Regions from separate parts of the Sus scrofa genome. Here region 1 is linked to region 2. Evidence: chromatin contacts called from public HiChIP or PLAC-seq data. All regions are on one chromosome and are shown on one strand. Each heading gives the region's core, a stretch centred on a gene start, on an enhancer-like site or on the middle of the called end of the contact. The rest is flanking DNA. Distances are from core to core; before and after follow the strand shown.

Region 1 (5,137 bases), core at 1,030-3,529, 170 kb before region 2:
TTAGCGGCTATTAAAAAATATTTATGAGCACCCAGTATGTGCCAGGCGTAGAGGCAGCTCCCTCCCCGTCCCATGGAGCTTCCTTCATTTCTAGCACTTCTGGGTGTGTGTGTGTCTTATTTATCCTGGCTCTTCCCTATAGTGAAGAATAGCCTTGGAGCAGAGCTGTAAGAGACTCTTAAATTACAAAGCCCAGCAGAACTTTTGAAAAGCAACTCCCTTTGTCCACACTGTGTTACAAAGGTTCTAGGATCTAGAACACACCAATCATTGAGTTCGCCTCTGGCTTTTTTCCGATGGGGAAGCAGGGAGGGCCAGCGTGTTGCCCAGAGACCCTTCCACATGACTCAGCAGCTGGGCTGGGATTCACACCCAGGACTCCAGCTCCCAGTGCCTCCAGCGCCTTCCTTGGTCACTGCTTCTCCCGCTTTCAAGCTGCTATCGGGAATGATATGATCGGGAAAGCGTATAAAGATTAGGCTGAGTAAACTCACTCTGGAGGAAGCAGAAGAGCTGGATTCCCCGGCAGGACAGGGCAGTGGAGGCTCCCCTGGGGCCGGGGTCATCAGGAGGGAGGAGCTGGCGGTGGAACTTGGGAGCAGTGTCCCGTGTCCTAGGCTGGTCCCAGGCTCTTTGAGGCCTAGAAACGCTGCGAGTAGGAGCACACAGTCTGGGGGAAGCCCACGCCGCCTCCCGGCCCCTCTTCTGTGCAGCCAGGTGCATCGGATCGCCGCCCACGCCCGTGCGAGGCTCCGCGAGCCGGAGAGCCATCCCTGTGGATGCGGCCCGGCCACGGGCAGGTGGGCTAAACTGCCGCAACAACCAGCCCCCAGATCCGCAGCACAATTACTTCTTTCTCATGTCCCGGGCTGGTGGGAGTTTCTGCCCCTCCAGGGCCTTGTGGGCTGGGGGCTGGGGACGGAGAGGCAGTCCCCCGCAGAGCCACCTCTAGGCCTAGCCTCTGTCTTTGGCCACAGCTCAGTCTCGTGGCCGTCCCCGTAGCGGGGGCTGGGGACGAGGGTCTGCTGTGTCCAGGAGACAGGAGACCGTGGCATGACCGCAGCTCCCACCCCAGGACCGCTGGGACCCTGCAGTGGTCTGGAGGTCTCCAGGGTATCAGCAGCAGAGCCGCTTCCCTGGAAAGGACATTCCGACAGCCTGGTCTCTTCTGGATCCTGGCTTTGAGCTTGATGGCAGGTCAGGAAAGTGTGCAGGCTTTCTGAAAGTTTGAAGTCTATTCCGAGCTTTGAGTGGGGAGGAAAGCCGGATCAGTGGGCCTATTGCCGTCACGATTACAGTGACACTTACTGTCTGCCCGCTGAGTTCCAGGCACTGTGCTCGTTGAATTAGTTTTCCCAACAGTCCTAGGGGGTAGATGTCACTCTTCTCACTTGACAGGGGCTGCAGCAGCAAGACTCAGGCAGGAGAGCTGGGAGGAGGTGGGGCTGAGAGGCCAGGCAGGTCTGCCCCGCGCTGGAGAGTGTGTGTCCATGAATGTATGTGCATCCGTTCTATATCCATAGAATGATCTCGGCCTCTCGCAGAGACATCTTAGCTGAGAATCAGTGGGCTTAGCAGTTTCGTGTTTGGCAGACATCCCCTTGAGAATTTATCAAGTGAGTTCGGGGAACTGGTGTTGGGAAGGGGCTGCCAGGTGTTTGTAAAGGCTGAGCACCAGGTATGAAGCCTGTAAATCAAGCACCAAGCAGATACTGTGTGTGCAAAGGAGTTCCCAGATACCGCGTTTGCAAAGGGAGTACTCGCAGGTACCGCACTTCGGAATTAAGTACCCCTGGGTGCTGGGCTTACACGGTGGGTGTACACTTACAGAGTGACATGTGCTCCGTTCCCCAAGGGCTTCAGGTTGAACTGGGGTACACTCCAAATTCGGGTACCCTACGGGAGCCCATATCCACGGAGGGATTTAGACCTGTTCTCCTGTTTGGAGGAAGAGGTGCTGCCATGGGGCCAGGTGCTTTTAGAAAGGACTTTGTGGGAGAGACACACCTGGATGGAGAGAGGTCAGGTCGGGAGGGGAGTGAGGGGATGGGCAGAGGGGAGGGGACAGCGAGCAGTGGAAGGGCCCAGAGCAGTAGGGGCACAGTGAGAGCACGGGAGGTAAAGCTGGAGGCAGGGTCGCGTCTCAGAGTGGGGCCACGAGGTCAGTGCGGGATTCACCAGGACATGCTTGAGCCGGGAGGGCCCTGATCATGACGCAGAGGGACAGGGAATCGGCCACCAGCTGGGAGCCCGGGACGCCCCCGAATGGAAGCTTTGGGAGTGCAGGGTCTGAGTCACTGGGCCAGATGTTAGTCACAGTACTGACCACTGCAGCAGCCACTCTCAAGGGTTCCTTTGCTGGGAGCTGTGCTAGGTGGTTACGTGGGTGATCCGCACAACTGCCCAGCGAGATGCTTTAACTCTCTCCATTTTCCGCCTGGGGCCCTGAGGCTGTGAGCAGATGAAGGCGTGAAGGAGTGAGCAGCTGCATGGGCCCAGTCAGGTGGGCCCTCCGGCTGGAGCGGTCGGGGACGAGCCACGTTCAGACCTGCGCCCTGTGCGTCCTTGTAACCCCCCTTGGCTCTTTCACCCACCCAGTGTCCAGGGGACCCGCGTGTTGCCCAGCCCTTGGCGCGTGCAGCTGGCCGTGGGGTGGACACAGGCCCGTGGGTTCTTGGCCCCCCGCTGAGCCCCTGAAGCCGCTCCAAACAGAGGCCTCAGGTGCTTTCCGACCCCAGGCCTGAGACCTCTGCGGTGAGCTTTGGCTCCCAGGGCTTTTCTTCTGGAACCTTCCTTCCTGGAGGCCTGGGCGGAGGGCCTAGTGTGGCCTTGGGGCTCTTGGGCCAGGGGCACTGTCTGGCTGAGGCAGGCAGCAGGGCCTTCCGCAGGCCAGTGGGCTGTGGGGTGCTGGGGGCAGGGTGCCCCATTGGAAAGGGGAACAGTGACTTGCTGACGTCTGTCTGTTGCTTTGGTTGGTTTGTGTTTCATGACCCTGTGACTGAGGCTTGCCTTGGGGGTGGGAAAATGAAAGAGCTTGACCTGTCCCAGGAGCTGGGTGGCTCCTGGGCTTGGGGCGTCCAAGCAGGGGCAGCCTGCGGGCTCAGCCCATCCAGGACTGGCTGGTGGTGGCCGCAAGCGGAAGCCATCATTTCCTCCAGCCATGCTGAGTCCCTGGGGTGTATCTCTGCACTTAATTCTCACACCAGCCCGAGGCTCCTGATCACAGACGGGGAAACCAAGCCCTGAGAGTTTGAGGTTGCACAACTGGAACCCAGAAGCCTGGCCCCAGAGCCCAAGGCCTTCACAGAGCGTGGTGCCTCCTTGCTGGGTTCGAGCACAGGCACCTGGGCAGTCGGGACTGGTCACCAGCAAAGCTGTGAGCGCTGCAGCTGACGCTTAGACGGAGCTTACTCTTCTGAGCCCTTCACAGAGATGAGCTCTTTGCCTTTGCATTTTTCTAAATTGCACTAAAGGAAGTTCTGCTGTGGCTCAGTGGGTTAGGAGCCAGACTAGTATCCATGAGGACGTGGGGTTTGATCCCTGGTCTCGATCAGTGGGTTAAGGATCTGGCATTGCCGTGAGCTGTGGTGTAGGTCGCAGACGTGGCTTGGATCTGGCGTTGCTGTGGCTGGGGTGTAGGCTGGCAGCTGTAGCTCCGATTGGGCCCCTAGCCTGGGAACTTCCATATGCCGCGGGTGCAGCCCAAAAAAGAAAAAGTAAAAAAATAAATTGCAGTGTAGTTGAGTTATTGTATTAGTGTAAGGTGTATATAGCATGGTGGGCCAGTATTTTTGTGGCTTATACTCTGTTAGAAGTTACTACAAGGTAATGGCGGTAATTGCCTGGGGGGACGATCTGTCCTCGCTTGTCTCTTTTATACGTAGTGGTTTGCGTCTCTTCATCCTTTGCCCCTGTCCTGCCCTCCCCTTCTCTTTTCTCCCGGTAACCATTAGTTTCCTTTCTGTCTCTCTGAGTCTGTTGCTGTTTTGCTGTATACATTCATGTTATTTTTTAGATTCCACGTATAAGTGACATCATACAGTGTTTGTCTTCCTCTGTCTTATTTCAGTAAGTGTAATATTCTCTAGGTCCCTTCATGTTGCCACAAATGGCAGAATTTCATTCTTTTTAATGGCTGAGTAATATTCCATTACATACCACATCTTCTTTAGTCATTCATATGCTGATGGACGCATGTTGCTTCCATAGCCTGGCAATTGTAAATCATGCTTCTATGAGCATTGAGGTGCATGTATCTTTTCAAATTCATGGGATTTTTTTTTTTTTTTTTTTTTGGGTTGTGTACTCAGGAGCAAAACTGCTGGGTCACATGTAGGTGAGCTTGTTCAAACCTCCTGAGGTACCAGTGGGGTGTTGCTGCCCCTGTTGTTCCCATTTTACAGGTGAACACACCAAGGCCCAGAGACATGAAGTCACTATTCACCCACCTAGTAGTGGAGGAGCTGGCGTTTGCACCCACACTGTCTGGCTCCAGAGAGTAACTGCGTGTGGCCGAGAGCCGGGCTCAAGAGTGGAGGCTCAGAAAGGCCCAGAGTGGCCAGGGCTGGCTCCCTGCTGAGCGCAGGGCCTTGCAGAAGCGGGGAGGGTGGGGATAGAGCAGAGAGTCACCTTGGGTGGTTTGGCCGTCTTCCTGTACATGTGTCTCTAGAAGGGCCAAGGTGCAGGTTTGCTTCTCCACCAAGGTGGAGGCGAGCTCACCCAGAGGGGAGCCTCAGTTTCCTTGCTTCAGATGCCCTGTCCCTGAGAGTTGGCTGTGATAACCTGGTGATGGCGAGCATGGGGTCCGGGGCCCGCCGCGACTCAGGAGCCTTCCCTGACCCCCAGCCGGGGTGAAGGCTTCCTCCTGAGAGCTGGCACTTTCCCAGCCAGGTGGTAACGGTAACGGCCTCTTTGCCCACCTGTCTTCTCTACCAGCTGTTCTCCTCCACGCTTGCAAAATACAGCAGATAATCAGGCAGGGAGGGTGATGACCTTAAACAATAAAGAAGGGAAAAATTCTCCCCAAATCCCACCACCCAGAAACCACCCAGATGGATATTTTGGGGTAGAGCCATCTTTGCTTTCTTCCAGGACATACGTGTGACACACACAGGATTGTTTGCACAGTGAGGGATGA
Region 2 (5,484 bases), core at 2,080-4,579:
GCAGGCATCGAGAGTAGATGCCAGTGTTGCCAGCCCCGAGGTAGCAAGGAAGGGACAGGAGGTCAGTTCTTCCCCAGAAAGAGAAAGCCCACCTGATTCCAAGCCGAGGGTAAGCTGGAGAGGCTGCTGAGAGCAGGGCCTCCAGCTGCCACCTCCCTAAGTTAAGGGATGGGAAAGTCAGCCCAAATGGCTGAAGCGGCAGAGTGACCCGGAGCCAGGCTCCCGGACCCACCTTGCTTGCCTGCTTTCCAGCTGCTCGAGTTTCCCATAACAAAAGTACACTAACTGGATGGCTTAAAACAATAGGAATTTAGCCTCTCACTCTTCTGCGGCCACAAGTCCACAGTCAAGGTGTTGGCAGAGCCCTGCTCCCTCTGAGCCCCCAAGGGAGGTTCTTGGCTCCCCCAGCTTCTAGTTGCTGCCACTAGAAATACCCAGTCTCTGCCTTCACCCTCACCTGGCCTTCTCTCCCTGTGTACGTGCATGTCTTCACCTGGCCATTTTTAAGGACACCAGGGGTTCAATTTAGGGCCCACCCTAATCCGGCATGGCCTCGTTTTTCACTTGATTGCGTCTGTAAAGACTTATTTCCAAATAAAGCCACATTCACAGATACCAGGGGTTAGGACTCAGACCTATCACTTGGGGGGACGTAACACCAGCCGTGTGACCTCAGGCAGGGTGTTTATCCCCTGGTGCCCCCTCCTGTGTATCTTGGGGACAGAGTGAACGTGTCTGCCTCCCAGTGGGGAGTGGAAGAGCCCCTCGGGTAGGGTTCAAGAGCATCAGTCGTATCTGGAAGCTACTGTAAAGTGCTGACTCCCAGGCCCTTCTGGCTCCCCTGAGTTGGAATCTGCCTTCTCACAAGCGCCACCCCCTCGCCCCCCCACCCCCCGCCCCCTCCACCCCCCATGGTTCCTGTATTGAAGCTCACAGGGGAGGGAAAGGGTTTGCACAGAGCTGGCAACAGTGGGAGCACTTCATCCATGTTGGCTGTTATTTCTGATTTTTTTTTTTCTGCTGCCCTCGGCGGTTGCAGCCAACACACACAACGGTGAAGAAACCAACAAGGCATGATCCCTGCCCCCAGGGAGCCAGAGCTCAGTGAGGAAAGCAGCCACCTAGAATTTTCTTGGTGCAGAGACACGGTTTCATGTGATGACTGGGTTTTGCCAAGGATGCGGCAGGCCCTGAGTGCCAGGGAGGCTGTGGTACCCAGCTGTGCACCTGGCACCAAGGCCAGTTCATCTCCTCCTCAGCCAGATGCGTGGTTGCCCAGGCAACCAGCTGATGCTCCAGAGATGATGAGCGGGACACTGTGCCCGAGTTTCTGCCGTTTCCTTGGAAGCAGTAACGGCTGCGGGGAGACCGCCCGCAGCGGGCGCTTAGAGAGCAGAATGCCAGACTCTTCCTCCTCTTTCAGACAAATTGCCCGTCTCCCCAGGACCCGGCTTTCCAGGCAGATGTCAGCTGGATGCCCAGCTGCAGCCAGTCTGGAACTGCCCCTGGGCTCAACTCCCCAACTTAAAGGCTTCTTGTTCATTTCAGAAGGAGGTGGCAGCATCGATCAAGGCAGGAAAAGCACTCAGATGTGTCTCTCAGCACAGTGGTCGGGGCCTCGGGGTCCAAAGCTGGACCAAGGCCCCAACTTCAGCTCTGGCTCTTAAGAGATACTTGACTTCACCTCTCTTGGCCTCAGTTTTCTTATCTATAAAATGGAGCGAATGACACTGCTCACATTGTCCAGTGGCTGTGACAATTTTAGAATTTGTGTGTATAAAGCCCCTTCACACAGGGGTGGTCTAGCGAGCGCCCTCCAGTGCGATAACAGTTAATGCTCTTGTGTCACTTGTCACAACCTATTTTGCAGGTAGTGGTCCCTGGATATGGTGAGCTCTGGGCACGTGGCGGCCGGTATTGTCAGAATGAGTGGCTTTGTTGGAATAAGTTGAGCCATGCCTTACCCTCCAGCCGACAGGGCAGTGCCAGGGCTAGGCTTGTGTTTCCTTTTGTGTCCCTTCCTCCACTCCCTGCTCCTCCTAGAGCCCAGGCCCCACTCAGAGTGGATGTCCTGACACCCATCCTAGAAAACCCAGGCCCCTGGAAGGATATTCATGGATTAATCCATCAGCTGAGTACTTGGACCAGCAGTAACAGTTCAGGAACTGAATTGGCTCAGCTGGGGTCTCTGTGCAGGATGCAGATGGAGGCTGAGAGGTTATGAACTGGTCTTAGGGTGATGGTCAAGACTTGAGGGCCAAATGGGCAGTTGAGAGATGACTCAAGGGCCAGTCACAGGCCTGGGTTGTATCTGAAGGCAAAGTGATGCTTGATGGTCAAAGGCTTTCACGGAAGCCATTCTGGAAGACTAAAGAGAACGTCAAAAATGCACCCCCCTGAGTGTCGGGGGCCCCCAGAAGCCCCCTGGCTTAGCGGGGATGGTGAGTTACCTGGCACGTTCAGCATCCCCAGCCTCGGCGAGTCTTGAAAGAGTGAGGCCATCAAAAGCCCCCACCTGGGAATCAGGGAAGCCAAAGAAGTCCCCCTCTTGGTCATTCTCCCTGTATGCAAGGGGCGCTCAGGGACAGCCCCCGTAGACCCCAGGGGGCAAGTTGGAGGAGATGGGCAGGGTGCCACTGACACACTGGCCCCAGCAAATCAGCGTTGCCTGAGTTACGGGAGAGGCAGTGAGCACACCGCTGGTCCTCTGTGGCGTGAGCAACAGAGGGAACTCCAAGACCTGAGGAGAGCCTGCCCAGCAGAACTTTCTGCGGTGGTGATAGTGTTCTCTTTCCGCGCCGTCTGGTGTAGCAGCCACTGGCCACATGTCTCGCAGCTGGAAGATGGCTAGTGGGACCAAAGCACTGACTTTTTAGCCATGTTTCATTTTTATTAGATTCCCTGGAAGTGGCCACTTGGGGCTCTCATGCTGAGCAGCACAGCTGGGGGACATCCCCTGGAAAGAAGTCGTCAAAGCCAGCCGGGCTCCCGCCAGGCTCCTTTTGCTCAGCGGCTCCAAGAGCTCCCTTGCAGCCTTTCCTTTAATGATGGGTGGGGGGAGCATGCGTGCTTGTGCGAGCCTCCTCGGAGGCTGCGGCAGGCGGCAGCGCGGCAGCCCCAGCACAGGGAGGCGTGCTTCCAGCACGTTCTGAGTCACACCTCTCCTGGCGAGGGGCACCTTCCCGGTGACAGCTTGTCTCCCGTGGAGAAGCCACCAGGCTCTGCTCTCCGAGGCCGGAGAACCCGGGCGTCTGTGGCCGCCTGTGCTGTGGGAGCCGTTGCTGGAGAGATGGCGGCTGTTGCCCAGGTAACGCCCCTCCCAGCCGGCCGCGCAGAGGGCGAGGGCTGCAGTGGAGTGGCTGGCTCTTCCGCATGCACGGGAGGCGGGAGGCTCTTCCTGCCAGGCGCTGTTGTTTCAGGGGCGGGTGGGGCTTAGTCACAGATACCAGCAGCCCTCCTAAGTCCTGCCTGCTCTGGATCACTCACCCTCAGGACTTGGTAGGTGCTAACAATGAGAGCTGCTCTTTAGCCAGGAGGGGGGCTAAGTGTAGCTGTCATCTGGTGGAACAGGCACAGCAAGCCTTTGATAGTGGTTGTTCTCCTCCCACGTTGCAGGCGAGGAAAGTAAGGTGCCGGGAATAGCCTGTAAGTTCCGTGAGCGCTGGGGCCTCTCTGCTTTGCTCAGCATGGGTGTCCTGAGCGCCGAAGCCCATGCTTGGCCCCCCACAGTGCAAGGTTCCGGTCATTATTGTAGGGCGATTGGCTCGATGGATAATGCGCGGGTAGGTGATGGATGGGTAGGTGGCTCGGTGGTGGGGCGGATGGATGGGAAGATGGATTAAGTGAATGGGAGGATGTGTGAATGAAGCAGAGCTGCGATGTGAACTGAAGGCTGCCGGTTGCAAAACCTGCGCTCCCACCACGAACTGCCTCTGGCTTTGCTTCAGGTCCCCCACCTGCCTGGGTTGGGATTTCTTTTTAAAACGTCTTAATTTTACGGTGAATTACATACCGTAACCCCCCCCCCCATTGTCAGCGTATGATTCGGTGGTTTTAATAAAGGTGTACAGTTGGAGAGTATTTCCATCGTCCTAAAAGGCGCCCTCATATCTGTGAGCAGTCTAATCGCTATTGCCAGCCCCCCACCCCGGGCAATAACTCTTTCACTTTCTGTCTCTATCAATTTGCCTTTTCTAGACATTTCATATAAAAGGAATCATCCGCTATGTCTTTTGCATCTGGCTTCTTCCACTTAGCAGAAGGTTTGTGAGGCTCCTCTGTCTCGTGGCATGCAGGAGTAGTTCCATCCTTTTTACTGCCAAATACTATTCCATTGTCTGGATATACCATGTCCTGCTTACCCATTCATCAGTTGATGGACATCTGGGTTGTTTCCAGTCTGGTGCTGCTGTGAATAATGCTTCCGTGGCCACTGGTGTGCGTGTCTTTATGTAGAATCTGTTTTTATTTCTCTTGAATAGATTTCCAAGAACAGAATTGCTGGGTCATATGGTAAATTTGTTGAACGTTTTAAGAGACTGTCAGACTGTTTCCCGACGGTGCTGTCCTGATTCTTGGTCCCGGCTGCAGTGCACGGGGATCCCAGCTTCTCCACAACCTTGGCGACCCTTGGTGACATCCTTTCTTTTGGTGACAGCCAGCCTGGCGGGGTGGAGCCATGTCTCTTAATGGTCTGAGCCTGCGTCTCCCTGACGGCTCGTTATCCTGACCTGCGTTGTGCTCTCACTTCTTGGCTGGGCTTGACCTTTTCAGCCGTGGGTTGGTGACCTTTTTCTTTAAAGGCTCAGATCACAAATGTTGGGGGCTGTCTGGCCCACATTCAATTCTGTCACATATTCTTTGTTCAAATGGATCCGGCAGCCCATCCACGCCAGACATGGCAAGAGGCTACCCACCCCTCCCAGTGAAGCGGGCTCCGCAGAAGGTCCACACTGCACAGCCAGGGGCTGGGCTCCTGGGAGTCGGGGTTCTCGAGGCGCGTCCCCATCCTGGCCCCACCGTGATTCATCACCACATGAGCTCATCAGAGTTCCTGGGATGAAATGTGTAATTTGTCACCCACGGCAGAGAACCTGGGCCCCCACGGTCCTGGCAGGCCTCTCTCTGCCCTGTGGCTGCCCTGTGCCAGGGCTCAGAGCCTTTTCTGGTGATCAGCCACCTTCCTGTCACCTCTCAAACAAACTGGTCCTGCTGTACAGCACAGAGAACTCTATCCAATCACTTGTGATAGAACATGATGGCAGATAATATAAGAAAAAGAACGTGTACATGTGTGTGACTGGGGCACTTTGCAGTATAGCAGGAATGGACAGAACTTTGTAAATCAACTATAATAAATTTTTTTTCAAATTAACAAACCATCTGCCCTCAGGTCTCTGCCTGAGGGTCTGCTCCTGGGGCAGGTCCCCCCCAGGGTTGCTGTGAGGATGGACGGAGATGCTGCCCCAAAGCGCTCGGCATGGT

The links. HiChIP or PLAC-seq counts read pairs in DNA pulled down with a chosen protein or histone mark.
Region 1: a contact with region 2 is called in an H3K27ac HiChIP or PLAC-seq map of alveolar macrophages. The contact joins two enhancer-like sites. A contact is called at or near these places in 1 of 5 promoter capture datasets (fetal liver), 1 of 47 Hi-C or Micro-C datasets (liver) and 1 of 2 datasets of contacts at active chromatin or transcription factors (alveolar macrophages).

What each region holds. Positions count from the first base shown.
Region 1 is chr6:6,869,048-6,874,184 of Sscrofa11.1, reverse strand. The region is part of intron 1 of CMIP (C-Maf-inducing protein); the gene reads left to right. Among named protein-coding and RNA genes, the nearest start is that of CMIP, 10 kb to the left of the region's middle. Within about 2 kb of position 2,279, at least 24 of the 83 cell types and tissues checked have an H3K27ac peak or open chromatin away from gene starts, as enhancers often do. A contact at or near this core is called in alveolar macrophages and fetal liver, where this site is marked.
Region 2 is chr6:6,703,621-6,709,104 of Sscrofa11.1, reverse strand. The region is part of intron 3 of CMIP (C-Maf-inducing protein); the gene reads left to right. Among named protein-coding and RNA genes, the nearest start is that of PLCG2, 100 kb to the right of the region's middle. Within about 2 kb of position 3,329, at least 38 of the 83 cell types and tissues checked have an H3K27ac peak or open chromatin away from gene starts, as enhancers often do. A contact at or near this core is called in alveolar macrophages and fetal liver, where this site is marked.